Linked DNA regions of Rattus norvegicus: region 2 is linked to region 1. Evidence: chromatin contacts called from public Hi-C data. All regions are on one chromosome and are shown on one strand. The core of a region is the stretch at or near the end of the contact, and the rest is flanking DNA. Distances in the headings are between cores, read along the strand shown. Region 1 holds the start of Xpa (XPA, DNA damage recognition and repair factor). Region 2 holds the start of Trmo (tRNA methyltransferase O).

Region 1 (7,809 bases), core at 3,274-5,773:
GCCAAGGAGATTGGAGACAGTGGCGGGGGGCTGGGGGGCTGGGAGAGGGGGGTGACCATTAACGGTTGTGAGGTTTGTTTCTAGGCTGACAAGAATGTTCTAGAATGGACTGCGGTGATGTTTGTGTAACCTGTGCCATACCGAACATGACTAGACCGTTTACTTTAAATGGGTAGACTGGAGAGCAGTGATTGCGTTTGAGCAAAACTGGAAGGCATCACCTGTATGAGAGATCTGTATTTACTCAGGGCTGTGTCTTCATTGGCTCGTGGTGGCTGCAGGGACATCCAACAGTTGGCTAGATGATGTCCACTCTGGGACAGCCCTTCTGGTTCCTGGATGTCAAAGGATTCTGCCTCAAGCCAAAGTGCATTCTGTACCATCCAGAGGTCTGGCGTCATTGGAAATGGATGGTGCTTGTTGGGGGATGGGCTGAGGGTGAGGGATAGGTTTCAGATGGGCAGAGAAGTACTATCAAGAAAGAGCTTCGAGGTGTGGAGAAGAGAGTCCTTTCAGATAAGAGTGTGACAGGTGGTCATGTGACCAGACGAGATTAGACCCGGAGCTCCTGGAGAGGAAGAGGATGAGTAATTCATTGCCGTGTGCTGGGTCCTCAGCCCAGGAGCTGGCTGGAAGCAGGTACATAGTGAACTCATGAATGAACTCCATGACGAGAGCAGACTCGAAGGCTGACTGAAAGAGCAGGGAGAGCATCCATCCGTAGGAGTTGAGCTCAGGTGCAGAGCAGGGAGGGTCTGCAAAAGGGCAGCTTCCTTCAGGATGATGGGGGCAGGTCCTCCAAAGGCTGCTGGGACCAGGTGTGAACTTAGACTCTGTGACAAGGAGTCGATTAATGATGTCTGAGCGGAGGCCTGGGCAATGCTGTAGAATGTGCTGTAGCCAGGCTATGGCTATGTGGAGGATCGATGTAGAGCCAGCATCGGGGCAGAGGCTGCTCAGATTAGAGTCAGCAAGGACTGAATGAAGCCAGTAGCATCAGGGCCAAGGCAGGGCCAGAGGCAGAGACACTGGGTCACTTCCAAGGCATAGTGAAAACTCCAAAATGAAATGTATCTTCTAACTACTTTATTTGTTTGGCAGAGCGGTAACTATTAGAGGAAGCACTCACCAGTAAATCTAAGAGGTCTGTGGCTGGGAGCTGCAGCCACCATGCTGTGACGGTGATTGAAGGAATTCCCCCAATCATGGGTAACAAGAGATCAGGGACTCAAAAGTCCAATGCTCCACAGTGTGGCCGCAGTCCAAAGCTGTCAACGTGTGGACCCTAGACCATGTTCAGTGGCCTCTGATAGGCAGCAGTCGCTCTGGACCAGGCTTGAGATTGACACGGATGTCCCTGGGTGAGGGCCCTCTGTCAGCCACAGGGGAGATCCCAAAACACCACAATGGACCAACCCAGACAAGGCAGACCAGTGAAAGAGGTGTGAAAGTCTCATTCTCCTGGAGAGACTTGTAATTAGTGCTAGAGCTCTCACTTGTGAGTGTTTGGTCTCACAGAAGTTCTGAGCCAACTCTGTGCTTTACTTTTCTCCTCTGTGAAGCAGGACTAGTGAGTACACTCACTGAGTGGTTTTGGGGATCCTGTGAATTGCTGAATTCTGGATGCTCTAAACTGATCTGTGCACTCAGGAGGCTGAGATAGGACTGTGAGCTTGAGGCCAGTCTTCAGTCAGTACACACACACACACACACACACACACACACACACCCCACAGACACAAACACACACAGAGACACACACATACACACACACAGAGACACAAACACATACACACACATACACACACAGGCACACAAACACACACATACACACACAGACACACATACAGACACACACACACAGAGACACAGACACACACAGAGACACAAACACACACACAGACACACACAGACACATACAGACACACACACACAGAGACACAAACACACAGAGACACAAACACATACACATACACACACAGAGACACACACACACATACACACACAGACACAAACACACACACATACACACACAGACACAAACACACACACATACACACACACAGAGACACAGACACACACAGAGAGACACACACACAGACACAAACACACACAGACACACAGACACACACACACACACACACACAGAGAGAGAGAGAGAGAGAGAGAGAGAGAGAGAGAGAGAGAGACCTTGTCTCAAGACAAACCAAAAACCTTGTGTATACTCAGCTTCATGGAGATGTTGGCTGTGTTATTACTAAAACAGAGACAGAACTAGACAGGAACCTGAGCCATTTAGAGTGTCTCCCGTTACTCCTGTTAAACAGGCATGGAAGCAGGAACAAGATTCGGCTTTGAGGGGTTGGGGATTTAGCTCAGTGATAGAGCGCTTGCCTAGGAAGCTCAAGGTCCTGGGTTCGATCCCCAGCTCCGAAAAAAAGAACCAAAAAAAAAAAAAAAAGATTCGGCTTTGAATTTGTGTTTCAGTGCAGGTCAGATACACAACTAGGGCTATTTGACATAAAATTAAACTTACCGAGTTTAGCAACCATTTGCAAAGCAGTTCCTGTGTGCCATATTTGATGTGATGGCTCTGAAGTAACAGGGGACTGAGCAGTTCCTGCTCTTAATGCCATGAAAACCTGATCACAGATGTTCTTGTGTTGTGAGTGGCTGTCAATGATGGTCAAAGTGACCACATTTAAGGGGTAAAACCTCAGGGAATTAGAGGAAAAACAGCCCAGTCATACATAGAGAGGGGGTCCTGGCAGGGCCTTTGCAGGGTTTCTCACCCCCCATCTTCCTGGACTCCCTTCTTCAGAGGCTACTCTTTCAGTTCCACTGGGGTTTCAGCGCTCTCTGTCCTTTGCACAGTTTCCTCATTAGCCAGGATCTGTAAGGGTGGGAGGGGAAGGAGGTACAGTGTGGGAAGGTGGATGCAGTCATGAGAAAAGGCAAGGACATGGCCCCTGATTTGTTGTTCTTGCCCTTCTTCCTTTTGTACCCCCACCAGGTGACTCATGTGTTTGGCTCCGGGCAAACCCATAGCCTTTGTCACCCAGTGGAGTATACTGATCAGGGTGCGCACTCTTTCTCTGAGGAGGGAGTCTGCTTTGAGCTGAGGCGCCAGCTCACAGATCAGACCTGGTTTCCTGAAACTCTATCACAAAAATTCCCCGAGCCAAAGGAGAGGGAGTTACCTGGAAAGGGAGAGCAACGAGTTGCCAAGAGTTTCAGAATCCTGGGGCGTATGAAGCATTCAAGCTGCATCCTGAAACCTGTCAGATTCGATGTTTTGTCGGGGACAGGATTCTGAGCACTGGTCACCCTCAGAGGTTATTTTAGGGGGAATACTGTCACCTCATCCCCTCAGCCACCAAGTCAGAAATTCTCAGAGACTACGGTGGTCATCAGAGGTGCTGCTACTTAAGGCTTGGTGCCACAAGGGTGGGTGCGGTAGGGTGGGGTGGAGGTGGGGTTCTGGTGCTCAGATCCCCTGCTCTGGCCAGAAAATACATCCACAAAGTTGTGCAATCATCAACAGTGTCTGGTTCTAGAATTTTCATCACCTCAGAAGGAGGCCCCGTACCCACACTGTAATGTCTCCTCACAGTTACTCCTTAGTTTCATGCTCCAGGAACCTCTAACCTTTTTTCTATTATGGTGGGCTTGCCTGTTATGTGAGTTTCCCATAAACGCACCCATTTGTGATTGGCTTCTTTCTCTTAGAGTAACATCTTCAAAGTTCAGTCACGTCGTAGCCTGGATCGGTGCTTCATTTTTTTCACGGCTGAAGAAAAATAATTCATTGTATGGTAATACTATGTATGCTTTGTTTAGCCATTCAAAAGTTGATGGGCATTCGGGCAGTTTTTAGCTTTTGGTTATTGGGAGCAGTGGTGCTATGAACATGCCCCCTGGCACAGCAGTCCACAATACAGGGGGGAGTACACTGTGCATTTTTTCTCCCAAAGCCATCTTGCCGCACAGGGGGAGTTACTGCCACATCACATTCCCCCACTGGATGGAAGGTTTTCTGAAACCAGGGGTTTCGTTTCTATACAGGATGGCCAGTCTGTTGTCATGGGGCTGTCTGGCTTTCCACGTGGTTTCGACTTTGGCTCTCTACCCACGCCCCGCAGCTGGGTTTGGAGCTCATACTGCGTCCCACTTCTCTCTGTTGTCTTCCTGTTTTCTCATGCTTTTTAGCTGTCACACAGACATTCTTTCTTGATGCTCTTTTCCATGTTCTCTTTACTTTTGGACACAGGGTCTCATGTAGCTCAGGCTGGCCTGGAACATACTGTGTAGACAAGGATGACCTTAAAGTCCTGATCCTCCAACAATGCTTAGTCCAGGTTATGTGTCAACAAGTGCTTTACCATCTCTTCCGCCACCACTCCTCAACTGCGCAGGCGCAATGCCTCTCCCATCGTCTTTTCCGCCACTACTCCTAGACTGCGCAGGCGCAATTCTTTTCTTTTCTTTCTTTTTTAAATGCCTGATAGTGGAGGTACTTGTGGCTGCTAGAAACTGTTAGTGATTCGCGTGCGCTGTTTACGGAGTGTGTTAGCGATGGCGACAGCGGAGGAGAAGCGGACGTCACCGGAGCCCGCGGCCGCGGAGAAGCCCGCGGAGCTGCCGGCCGCCGTACGCGCGAGCGTGGAGCGGAAGCGGCAGCGGGCGCTGATGCTGCGCCAGGCCCGGCTGGCGGCGCGGCCGTACCCGGCGGCGGCGGCCACCGGAGGTGGGGGCCCCCTACGGGCGCGCGCATAGCCTTCATCCGGCGGGTTTGGGACCGCATCCCTAGCCTTCCCACTGCGTCTTGGCAGCCGACTCCAGCTCGGTGTGCGGGAACAGCTGTGCATGCCCGTATCTCCGCGGTCCCAGGCCATCCCTGTCGTGCCCTGTGCTTGGCACATCTATGGTGCAGAACTTTCAGTCTTGCAGCCATTAAACAAGCCTGCACCGTCTCCCACTCCAGCACCCAGTAGAACTGCCCCAGACCCAGTCTTTTACATGCGCCGCGCCTGCTTTCCAGCGCAAAGTAGATTAACACCCGCAGAGCCCCGCACTTTGGAGTTGACACGGCTTGGTAACCTTGTTTTACTTAGTGGCATATGCCCTGGGTTCATTTTGGCTATACTTGGCATCTAAGGGTAGCCCCTGCCTTGCTGTTTTCCCGCTTTTTAATGCCCGTCGTGCTTTCGGCTGCTGGCATTTCTCTTGGGAGTAATTCACCTGAGTTATTTCTACAAAAGTAATTTACTTTTTTATCCCTTTCTCACGACTCCACATAGTGCGTGTGTTTGTGTAGTACTTGTTTTGGCAGTATGTTAATAAATAATAATACTAAATAATGCGTATGTTTTATGGCAGTTTGTACTTTTAGACTTGCCATTGAATTTGATTTGTTACTCTTGACCAGCAGAGCTGGTTTGTAGCTTAGATTTGAATCTTTCAAAACCACTTGAAAGTCCTCATATGCCATTTTGTAACGTAAAAAGTAATTTCCATTATCTTTGTTGGTTATAGTGCAGATCTCATAAGTCCGTATTGCAGCCTCGGTTTCTCATTATCCATATACAGATAGACACTGTTAGATACATGTCTCACCACTGTCCTTCTACCTGCTGGGAACATCTAAAGCCATGAGAGTTTCTACAACTTCAAACAGCCTGGCAAGTAGGGAGACAGAATCGTTCAGTTCCACACGAGGAGTCCAGAACATCGGGAAAACTAGAAGAGCAGAAGTAGTCTGTTGCTGAGACAGATTGTAACCAGAGCTGCTGGGGAGGCTGAGGCAGGGGGATCCTGAGTTCAAGAACTGCCTGGGATAGAGTTCCAGGTCAGCCTGAGCAAGTTAGGGAGGCCTCGACTCTAAAAACCAGACAGAGGGCTGTGGATGTAGCTCGCTAGTCGAATGCTTGCCTGGTGTGCTCAAGACCCTGGGCTGGAAAAAGAAAAGTAGCCTAGGGCTGGAGAGATGACTCAGCGGTTAAGAGCACTGATTGCACTTCCAGAGGTCCTGAGTTCAACTCCCTGCAACCACATGGTGGCTCACAACCATCTGTAATGGGATCAGATGCCCTCTTCTGGTGTGTCTGAAGACAGGGACGGTGTACTCATATGAATAAAATAAATCTTTAAAAAAAAAAAAAAGAAGAAGAAGAAGAAGAAAAGAAAAGTAGCCTAAGTTAGGCAAGGTTGGCCAGTCCACCTGGTAAGTTTTGTTGCCCTTGGAAACAAGGGAGTTCCCTTATTTTAGGGAGTTCTGGTATCTTGTTTGAGTACCCCGTTCCTCATTTCACTCACCACCCTGGGGAGAAAGGGGTTTCTCCTTCAGAGTTTATACTGAGTGAGTTTTCCCTTCAGTTTGCTGTCGTGGGAAATCATTTCTGTTCTTTGCTTCTGCAGCTAGATCCTCAGACACTTCCCAGCTAGGCTCACCCCATGCTCGCTTTCAGTTCTGGTTATTCTGATCCTCTTAAAGTGATTTTTTTTTTTTTGACAAGTGTCTAGTATAGAATCCTCAGAGTAAAGACTAGTTATTGCTACTCTCCTTTCTCCTCAAGGTTGTGGTCCCTGTCTTACCAAGCCTCGTGTAGAAAAGAGTTTACAGAGCGGGACTGGAACCATCCTCAGGAAGGCTTAAGGCTTTACTTTGGCTGCTATCTAGAAACTTGGGATTTGGTGTGTTTCCACTATTCCCAACCTGGTGGTTTACTGTAGATATATTGTAAGTAGAAATGTGATGTGTGCCCTATACCTGGGTAGCTCTCTGGAAGTCAGGCGTTTGGGGCCTGAGTATGGGGACGGAAGCTCCCATATTGCAACTCCTTTTGCCCGGTGTATCTTTTTACTTGACTTTTCATTTGTATTTAAAATCCTTTGCAAATGGTTAGTGAATGTAAGTAGGGAGATTAACTGCAACCAGGGAAGCAGTTTTGGAAACACTGTAATATATCCAGTCCGATCAAAGTCCCTAGTCTGCAGTTAGCATCTGAAGTTGGGCAGGCAGGAACTGAACCCACAGCCTGTGAGCTCTGACTAGATAGCATCCGATTGGAAGTGAGGGCCCCTGGCTGGAATTCACTGGAGAAATTCTAGGGGTATAGGTTTTTGTTGAATAGTGTTGAGTGGTTTGTCTTGTTTGTAATTGGAGCTAAGCCTCTGATGTGCTGCGAGCTTTGGGGTTTGGTGTGGATTTGTGTAGGTTGATGTCATTATGCAGGTGAGGGCTGGCACGAGTTAGGTCAAGGCCATGATTGGATGGTAAAAATTAAGGCTGGGACAAAGTTTTTGTAAGGCGGGAGAGAAGGGGAAGGAGGGAGAATCAAGATGGAGACGGAGAAGGATGAACCAGATTCGGGTGGCCTTGAGTTGCCAAGGTAGCTGGGATGGATAGGTGGGCGGTTTACATCCTTATCAACTGGTCAGTTTATTGTGTGGATGCATTGTGGATTGAGAATTTAACATATAAATCTCATTGTTGGGTTGCAGTTTGTTGAGTCTTGATTTTAACAGGTTGTTGGGAGTTTATACATAACTATTAGGGGACAGATGTTAGGAATGTAAATAGAACAGTGGCAGAGAGTTATGAGAGGGTAGTGGCTGCTGCGACCAGGGGGTGGATGCTGGGAATGTGAACAGAGTCCACAGTAAGAGAGCCTCCAGATAGGCAGTCTCTATGTGAAACTGGTGTGGCAATGACCTGCTTGGGTCAGTGAGTACTTGGGGGCAACATGGAATCCCTGAGATAAATTAGCACTAGTTCCTATGGCCCCACGGAGTCGGAACTAGGGAGAG
Region 2 (7,809 bases), core at 2,194-4,693, 200 kb before region 1:
CTGGGGTTGTAAAACGCCTAAATGGCTCAGTGCCTTTGCTCACTAGGTTAATCTGATCACATGGAGGAACACAGCAGAAAAAAATTATTCCAAAAGAAAAGTGCCGAGTGCAACAGGCTCCTCTCTGAGCAGCCTACGCCCTAGCTCTTCAGTGGTTTCCTTTCTGTGGCTCTTTCTCTTAAACCTCATGCTTAAAATCCATGTTAAAGTATTATTAATAAACTCCCCCAAACCAAAGGAAACAGTGTCGGCGCCGTATGAATAGCGCATGCAGTGGGAGGGACGGGGAGAATCTGTACAGGAGACCCAGGGCCGTACAGTTCAAGGTCAAGTGAACTTCATGCTAACTGTCAATGTCAGGTCCATATGGAAGAGTTGGTTTACCTGCTAAAAATCTACCACACGGCAGCTAATCTATTATTGATGTGTGGAGACCCACCTGGACCAGGAGTTTACAGGAGGCTGTGAGATATCTGACATGGGTACTAGGAACCCCTGCCCCCTTTTCTTGAGCCAAGGCTCTTGATCTGGGGGACCAGCCATGTAGATTATGATGGCTTCAAACTCAAAAGATCTGCCCACCTTTTTGCATCATGAGAGGCAACTAAGGCACACACACCACACTGGGCCATAGAAAGTACTCTTAACCAGTGAAGCCGTGTCTTTAGCCCTGATAGACTTGTAGACTTACATGACCTAATAGTTTATCAGGAAACTGAGGAGTAAGGCTTTTCCACAGCGAAGCTGAAGTTCTCATATTTCAGGAATTCATCTGATGACAATGGTCACAGTGACCTGAAAAGGACAGGAGACCAGGGGCAGGGACAGACAGTGCTGGGTGGGAAAATATTTGAAAACATTCCCTGATATTTTGTTAGTTTGGATTTTCCTTGGGCTTTTTATAACTTTGGCAAATAAAAGCTCATTCAGCAAGACCGTGCTAGACTCTGAGGCTACATCAAAAAGACAAGCCTGTTCCCCTGCAGGGGGTGGCACAGAGCAGCACGAGCCACCAGGGGAGCCTTCAAGTATACAGGCGCTCAGGACTCTCCCTTAGGGTTTTATACTTTATGTGACATCTACACATGGACATTTTTGTCCTTATGGCTTTATGTCTAAGGTTTTACATTTTTAAATGTATTTTTATGAGTACGAGTGCTTCCTGCGTGCACGTGCAATGCTTGGTGCCCACAGAAGTCAGAAGACAGCATCAGATCCCTTGGAACTGCATTTATGGAGAGCTTTGTGTGTCCATGTGGGTGCTGGGAATTGAACCCAGGTCCTCTGCAAGAGCGACAAATGCTCTTAACCACTCGGGTTTATCTTTTCTTGTTGGTCCTTTTGAAGATGGGGTCTTATATGTCCCAGGATGACTTGAAACTCACCTTGTGAGCATGTCTCCACACCTGGCTTTATCCAATGCTAGGACTTTGTACGTACTAGACAAGCACTGAGCTACACCCCTAGCCATTTTGTTTTATGGGCTTTCAGGTACTGGCGTGCTGGTTCATAGCTGCCCATATAGGTACATGCCTATGAAACCAGAGGGTGATGTCTGTCTTCCTCAATTGCTCTCCAGCTTACATAGTTAGGCAGGAGCTCTTACTTGAACCCAGAGCCCAATACTTGGGATAGTCTAACTATCCAGCTTGTTCCAGGAATTACCTGTCCTTACCTGTAGGCCACTACATCCATTCAGCATTTACGTGGGTGCCAGGAACCCAAAGTCTAGTCCCTTACTTGTGTGGCAAGTGCCTAACCCACTGAGCCATCTCCATCACCCCTTGTCCTGTTTCCTTCTACCATTCCCTATAAATTCATTATTTTCTTACTATTCCTATCTAGACACCAGAGTGAATCAAATTATTCCTGTTTTCTTGTTGGTTTAGAGCTTTGAGGTAATGGATTAGAATCTCCCAGAATCCACCTAAGCTCCACTTTGTGCTGCCTCCTTGTGTGGTAGGAAGGGATCTGGGCATGCCTGAGCTACTGAAGAATTTTTAAAAATTGTGTTTGTGGCTCTGGCTTACCTCCAACTCAGAGGTCAGCCTGCTTCTGCCTCCCCAGTGCTGGGATTTAAGTTTGAGCTACCAGGTCGGGCTTTTAAATGTGTGCGTGGGTGACTGTGGATGCCAGAAGAGGTCATCGGATACACGGGAAGTGAAGTTACTACAAGGTGGGAGTTGCCACATGGGTGCTGAGAATGGAACCTGGATCCTCTTGAAAATTCTCTTGCTTCGAATTGCTGAGCCATCGCTTCAGCTTCCTTTAGGTTATTTTAAAAGACAGATTCCTAGGTCCAGTACCTCCAAGTCTACTTTTTTTTTGAGTCTCAGAAGTTGGCACAGTTGGCAATTATACACTGCTGGTAGATTATCAAGTGATTGGCAGGTCTTCGGGAGGACTAGCACCTTTCACTTTTCAGTTTTGACTGTCTTATTAACAGCGCCGACTAGTGGCGACTGCAGCTTATCCAACCCATTTTTACAGCCTGTACCCAAAGGTGCCCAAAGGTATTCAAACTTTGTTTCTCTAGTTAGACAACGGTTATCTACAAGAAAGGGGGGGGGGGGGGAGCGGACTCACATATTTTTAATATTTTATATCACAGGTAATGTCAGGTGGAGTCCCCACCACCCCCTTCTAAGTCAACAAGATTTTGAAATCCCTGTACAGAGTTTGGATGAAAGAATCTTACAAGTGGTTAAAGACAGCTGGATATTGCATGAGATTAAAATACAATTTTTGTTGGTGCCTACTTTTATAATGTATGAGCTGGCTCTTTACTCTCATTTCGGTTCCAGTGGTTTGGAGCACAAGAAACGTACCCATTTATTAACTCCTAGCTTGCTTGTAACACCTACCACTCTTGATTTCCTTGGCCTTTCCCGACAAATAGTTATTACTAAAAAAGTGGAGCAGAGTGATAAATATAACCCGTATGCCCACGCCCAAGGAGAATTTTAAACATTTAACCTCCAGTTCTTGAGCCGCTAGACGGCTCAGCGGGTAAAGCAACTGGCTAACACAACCCGAATTTGATCCTGGGAGCCACGCGGCGAAAGGAGAGAATCGGCTCCGGCATTTTGTCATCTGACTTCGACATGCTCCCGCGCACACAATAAATGAAAAAAAAAAAGTCCCAAACTCCAGTGCTTTTGCTATGTGATCATAGATGAGCCATTCACATCCTTTCCCTTTAAATTCATGGTTAGTTTTGGTCACCGAGGCCGCTCACAATTCAAGGGTATCTTTGCGAGTACATCTTTAGCCACACGTCCCACCTTCGGAGGGCACACTGCATGCTGTCGCGAGACCGCCGTCGCCGCACGATGGGTGAACGGTGGGGCCGCGCAGCGTTAGGATACCCAGCCTCCACGAGGTACTGGGCCGCCATTGAGGTCGTTCTCCAAGACCCCGCACTTTGCGACAACTGCGCAGGCGCCAAAGCACGGAAGCGGAAGCGGAAATCAGCGGGGGGGCGCAGCGGCCTGTAACCATGCGCGGCTTGGAGAAGCAGGGTCCGAGTGCTACAGCGGCCCCATGTGGGTGCGCTCAGCCGGCCCTGGAGACAGGTAACTTCTAGGAAACAGGCCGCGCCGCGCCCTAAGCTAGATTGCCGGCTTCCCTGCCGAGAAGAACGCGAGCTGCCTGACGTGTGTTCTTGTCCTTGCCGCCAAAGTAAGGATCACGTGGCCAGGCCACCACGTGACGCTCCAAGGCCAACGGGAGTGACGTATTACGCTTTTGGTACTCAGGGTGTGGGCTGCTCTTAGTCTCTGCATAGCAGCTGTGTCGGCCACGTGTGTTGTGTGGTCTTTTTTTTTTTTTTTTTTCTTTAGGGAGACAGGGAGATAGGATGCATGTGATGGATGTTGTCATCTGGCCCCAGTTTCTTGTCTTTGATCCTCTTCCACAAGAGCATGGATGAAGATTTAAAAACAACAAACCCCCCCAAACAGAAATTATACAGCAGTAATTGTAAATATTCTTGGAGAAAACTTGAAAGTTGTCAGAAGTACATACAATATAGATGGAGAAAGAAAGCCAGTTAGTTTATATAGATAATTTACAGTGTGGTGTCCGCTTTTATACAATTCAATCAAAGTAAATGAAGTATTGTGTGTGTGTGTGTGTGTGTGTGTGTGTGTGTATTTTTTTAACCCCCCCCACCCCCCCCGTATAGAGGGTCCTTGTCTTTCCACTCATACCCTGAAGACAGGGTTTTTCTGTGAAACCTTGGCTGTCTCGTACTCACTCTATAGACCAGGCTGTCGTTGAACTCAGAGATCTGCCTGTCTCTGTCTCCCAAGTACTGCGATTTTTTTTTTCTTTTTCTTTTTTTTCGGAGCTGGGGACCGAACCCAGGGCCTTGTGCTTGCTAGGCAAGCGCTCTACCACTGAGCTAAATCCCCAACCCCAAGTACTGCGATTTAAAATAGGTGTGCTACATTCCTATAGTAATAAGAGTTTGTATCAGCAAAAAGTAAGGAAACATGTTGTGAGAGACAGTGCCAGATCTTACTGGTTGTACTAATAAGATATAATAGGACAGATTTAATGCAAATTAAATAAAATGGAGATCTGGAGTGTCTCTTCAAAGAACATAAAAGAAGTAATTATAAATTACAATTTCTACCTCATAATATACAATCAATGCATTATATTAATATAATTTATGAATTTTTATAACTATAAGTAAAACTTGAGATGGTATGCTGCTACACAGTTGTGATCCCAGCAGCTAGGGGATGGGGCTGATGCTGGAGGTGTATAAGTTTGAGGCTGACTTTGTATTTAAACATGTTTTTAATAGTTGAGAGAAAAACAGGTTTTCTTTTTTGACCATTTGAGTAATGATTCTTACTCGGTTTTCTTCCATAGGGAATCTTTTAACTGAGCCAATAGGGTACTTGGAATCATGTTTCTCAGCCAAGATTGGTACTCCAAGGCAGCCATCCATTTGTAGCCAATCCAGAGCCTGTTTGAAGATCAGAAAGAGCATCTTTAATAATCCTGAACATTCCTTGATGGGCCTAGAACAGTTTTCTCATGTTTGGTAAGTTGCTTTCTTAGTTAGAAGTGGTACCGTGGACCCTGAGAAAGTACACCAATTGAAGGCAGCTTTGAAGCTTGTCACCTATACCACCCTTATCTGTATGATTATGGATTATGTGTAGATTCCCATATTCAGTTTGTGCATTTGATTGTTTGCATCCTTGGACACCATTAGGAACTTGTGATTCACTGAGGGAACGTGTTTTAATTACTGCTTGTTCTAATTATTATGGCTCTCTTCTGTTTAGCTTACACCAAGCACCTCCTAGACTCTGCCTGTGGGTCATTACGCTGGTCTCTAGAACAAGACTCAGCAAACTGTGGTCTGTGCACCAAATATAGTATGTTTATGGGATCACAGCTGTGCTGACTGTAGCATGATCTGAAACTGTGCATTGTCTGTGGCATACCTACAGGTTTATATATTGTGTATGACGACCAGGGTAAAACTGCTTCAGTTGCAGAATAGTGGAAACAAATCGTAAAATACTTATCATCCGACCTTTTAGAGAAGTTGCTGAATTGAAGAGTTCAGTGTACTCTCCCTAAAAGACAAAAAGCCTTAGAAATTTGGATACTACTTGCTCTCATTAGGAATTCTGTTTCTGTCCATGTTTACATGTCCACCAGGGAAATACAGTGTTGTTTTTAGTTTATCTTAATTATTGACGCTCATGCTAGCTGTTTTTTGGTTCCCGTGTAAGCTGCACATTCTGGTTCTTTGGGTCCTTTGAGTTGAGTTCTTTCCTTGGTGACTTATGTAAGGATGACTTACATATTGTCAATATTGGCTAACCCATTGTGTATAGCAAACATCTCTTAGACCTGAATTTGATGGTTTAATAAATTCCAAACTGTTACTAGTTCCCTTCATAGTTTCTGGCTTTCATATTCTGTTTAGAAAGGCCTCATCAAGTTGAACTTTTCTGAACTTTGGTTTCTTTACCCTCAGAGTGAGGGCTAAATTTTACTTCCTAGGATTGCTCAGGTACAAAATGGGCATGAAAATGTCCAGTCCATTACATGGCAAGCAGCAGCCACTTAGAAGCAGTGTTCACTTGGCCATGTGACAAGTCTAAGTTCCTGCAGCATGCCAGTCATTGTGCTGGGTACAAAGAATGGAGATGATGCTCTTGCTACAAGGAAGGAAGGAGAGAGGGAGGGAGAGAGGGAGGGAGGGAGGGAGGGAGGGAGGGCCTATTTTCTTATGACTGATAAACTTAGTAAGAACTGTTCTTCGTGTTAATTAGTGGGAGATCACTTCCCTTCCCAAATCACTGTACAGAAATAGCCTGTCCTTCTTAAACGAGTGTCTTGGTTTATCTTCAATAGGATCTTGTTTGTCTTTCATAAAAACGGCCATTTGAATTACAAGGCAAAAGTGCAACCCCCTAGGCTGAACGGGGCAAAGACCGGAGTGTTCTCCACACGGAGCCCCCATCGCCCGAATGCAATAGGACTGACACTGGCCAAGCTGGAGAAGGTGGAAGGTAACTCACCCGCTTCACCTTTGTCTGACTCCTTGAAAACCGCTAGCTGCTGTTCATGCCAACACTGTCAGTGTCACCTTTGAGAGCCTGCAGCCCTTAGGACCGTGTGAGGATTGGGGGTGTCAGCATTGGGAACACTTAGGAAACACTAAGACAGACTTGTGGGAGATGCTCAGACCTTATTTCATTAGCCCACTATGAAAGCCAGTGCTGTTTTTAAGAACTCATAGGTTTTGTAAGCATTAGATTAGTAAGAAGATTCTTTAAGACTTGGGATGTAGGAAATACAAGATGATTAAAACTTTCTGGCTATTTTCAGTTGTGATGTATGTGCTCAGTTGCTATACATTTCTGGAAAGCAGAAGAAAGGTGTCCTAACCTCTTGCAGGCTGAATGAAGAGATGTTTGAGTCACAGGGCAGGCCATCAGCTGTGCTGTGTCTCCTGGGATGAGTTACCCTGCAAGCTTTAGCAGTGTCAGGTTGTAGAAGTGCCACAGTAGAAGACCAGATTGGTTTCAACTGTGTTCCTGTATAACCTAGGCAGATGTTTTCAGAGCTTCTGTTTGTTTATTTGGCTTTTTTATTTTGTTTAGTTTTTTATTGTTTTTGATACAGGACCTTATGGATCCAGGTTGACTTTGAAATCCATATAGAGCTGAAGATGGTCTTGAACTCTTGACCTCCTGCCTTTGCCTCCTGAGTGCTGTTATTACAGGAGTGCATCACAGCCTACTTTACATGGGGGCTGTGGCTTGAACCCAGGGCTCTGTGCATAGTAGGAAAGCACTCTATCAACTGAGTTCTGCCCCAGCTCAGAGAATTGCTCACTGCTTTTGTTAGAGAGGCAGAAGGTGACAGCATGGGTGGAAGAGTGGAGAGCCATTCCAAGCTGCATCTCGATTGCTTGCCCCTGGAGTGGGCAGAAGCATGGACTTGGCTCTTGGACTCCACAGAGTTTTAGCTGAGGGTCTTAAATGACAGTTTCTCAGTGCTCTTCAGGACGGCTTTGTTCTATCTGGGCCCTGCACTCTGTTGAATTGTGCTCAGTTGTTAGGTGGGTTGTCCAGAAAATTTAGTGCCGTATCCACCCGCTTTTGTTGAGGTGGACTTATGAAATGGACAACAGCACTGTAGGACATTTTCTGATCACTCATGCAAACGGCATGTTTTGGTTCCTTTTTTATTACTGTGATAAGATACTATGACCAAGGCAACTTATAAAAGAAAATGCTTATTCAGGGGTTACAGTTTCAGAGGATT

What was found. A called contact is a pair of places that touch in the nucleus more often than the background predicts.
Region 2: a Hi-C map of kidney shows a contact between it and region 1, with 4 times the contacts expected there. The contact joins the promoter of Trmo here to the promoter of Xpa in region 1. A contact is called at or near these places in 2 of 12 Hi-C or Micro-C datasets (frontal cortex and kidney) and 1 of 1 datasets of contacts at active chromatin or transcription factors (oligodendrocytes).

The regions. Positions count from the first base shown.
Region 1 is chr5:65,268,046-65,275,854 of GRCr8, reverse strand. Xpa (XPA, DNA damage recognition and repair factor) reads left to right here and starts at 4,523. Exons shown (of 6, transcript NM_001399041.1): 1 at 4,523-4,747. The coding sequence starts at 4,576.
Region 2 is chr5:65,467,653-65,475,461 of GRCr8, reverse strand. It overlaps Trmo (tRNA methyltransferase O), which reads left to right and starts at 3,443. Exons shown (of 5, transcript NM_001025652.1): 1 at 3,443-3,575; 2 at 4,885-5,059; 3 at 6,391-6,548. The coding sequence starts at 3,500. LOC120102868 (a long non-coding RNA gene) reads right to left here and starts at 3,540. Exons shown (of 3, transcript XR_010051791.1): 1 at 3,285-3,540. It overlaps Hemgn (hemogen), which reads left to right. Exons shown (of 4, transcript NM_133294.2): 4 at 1-234.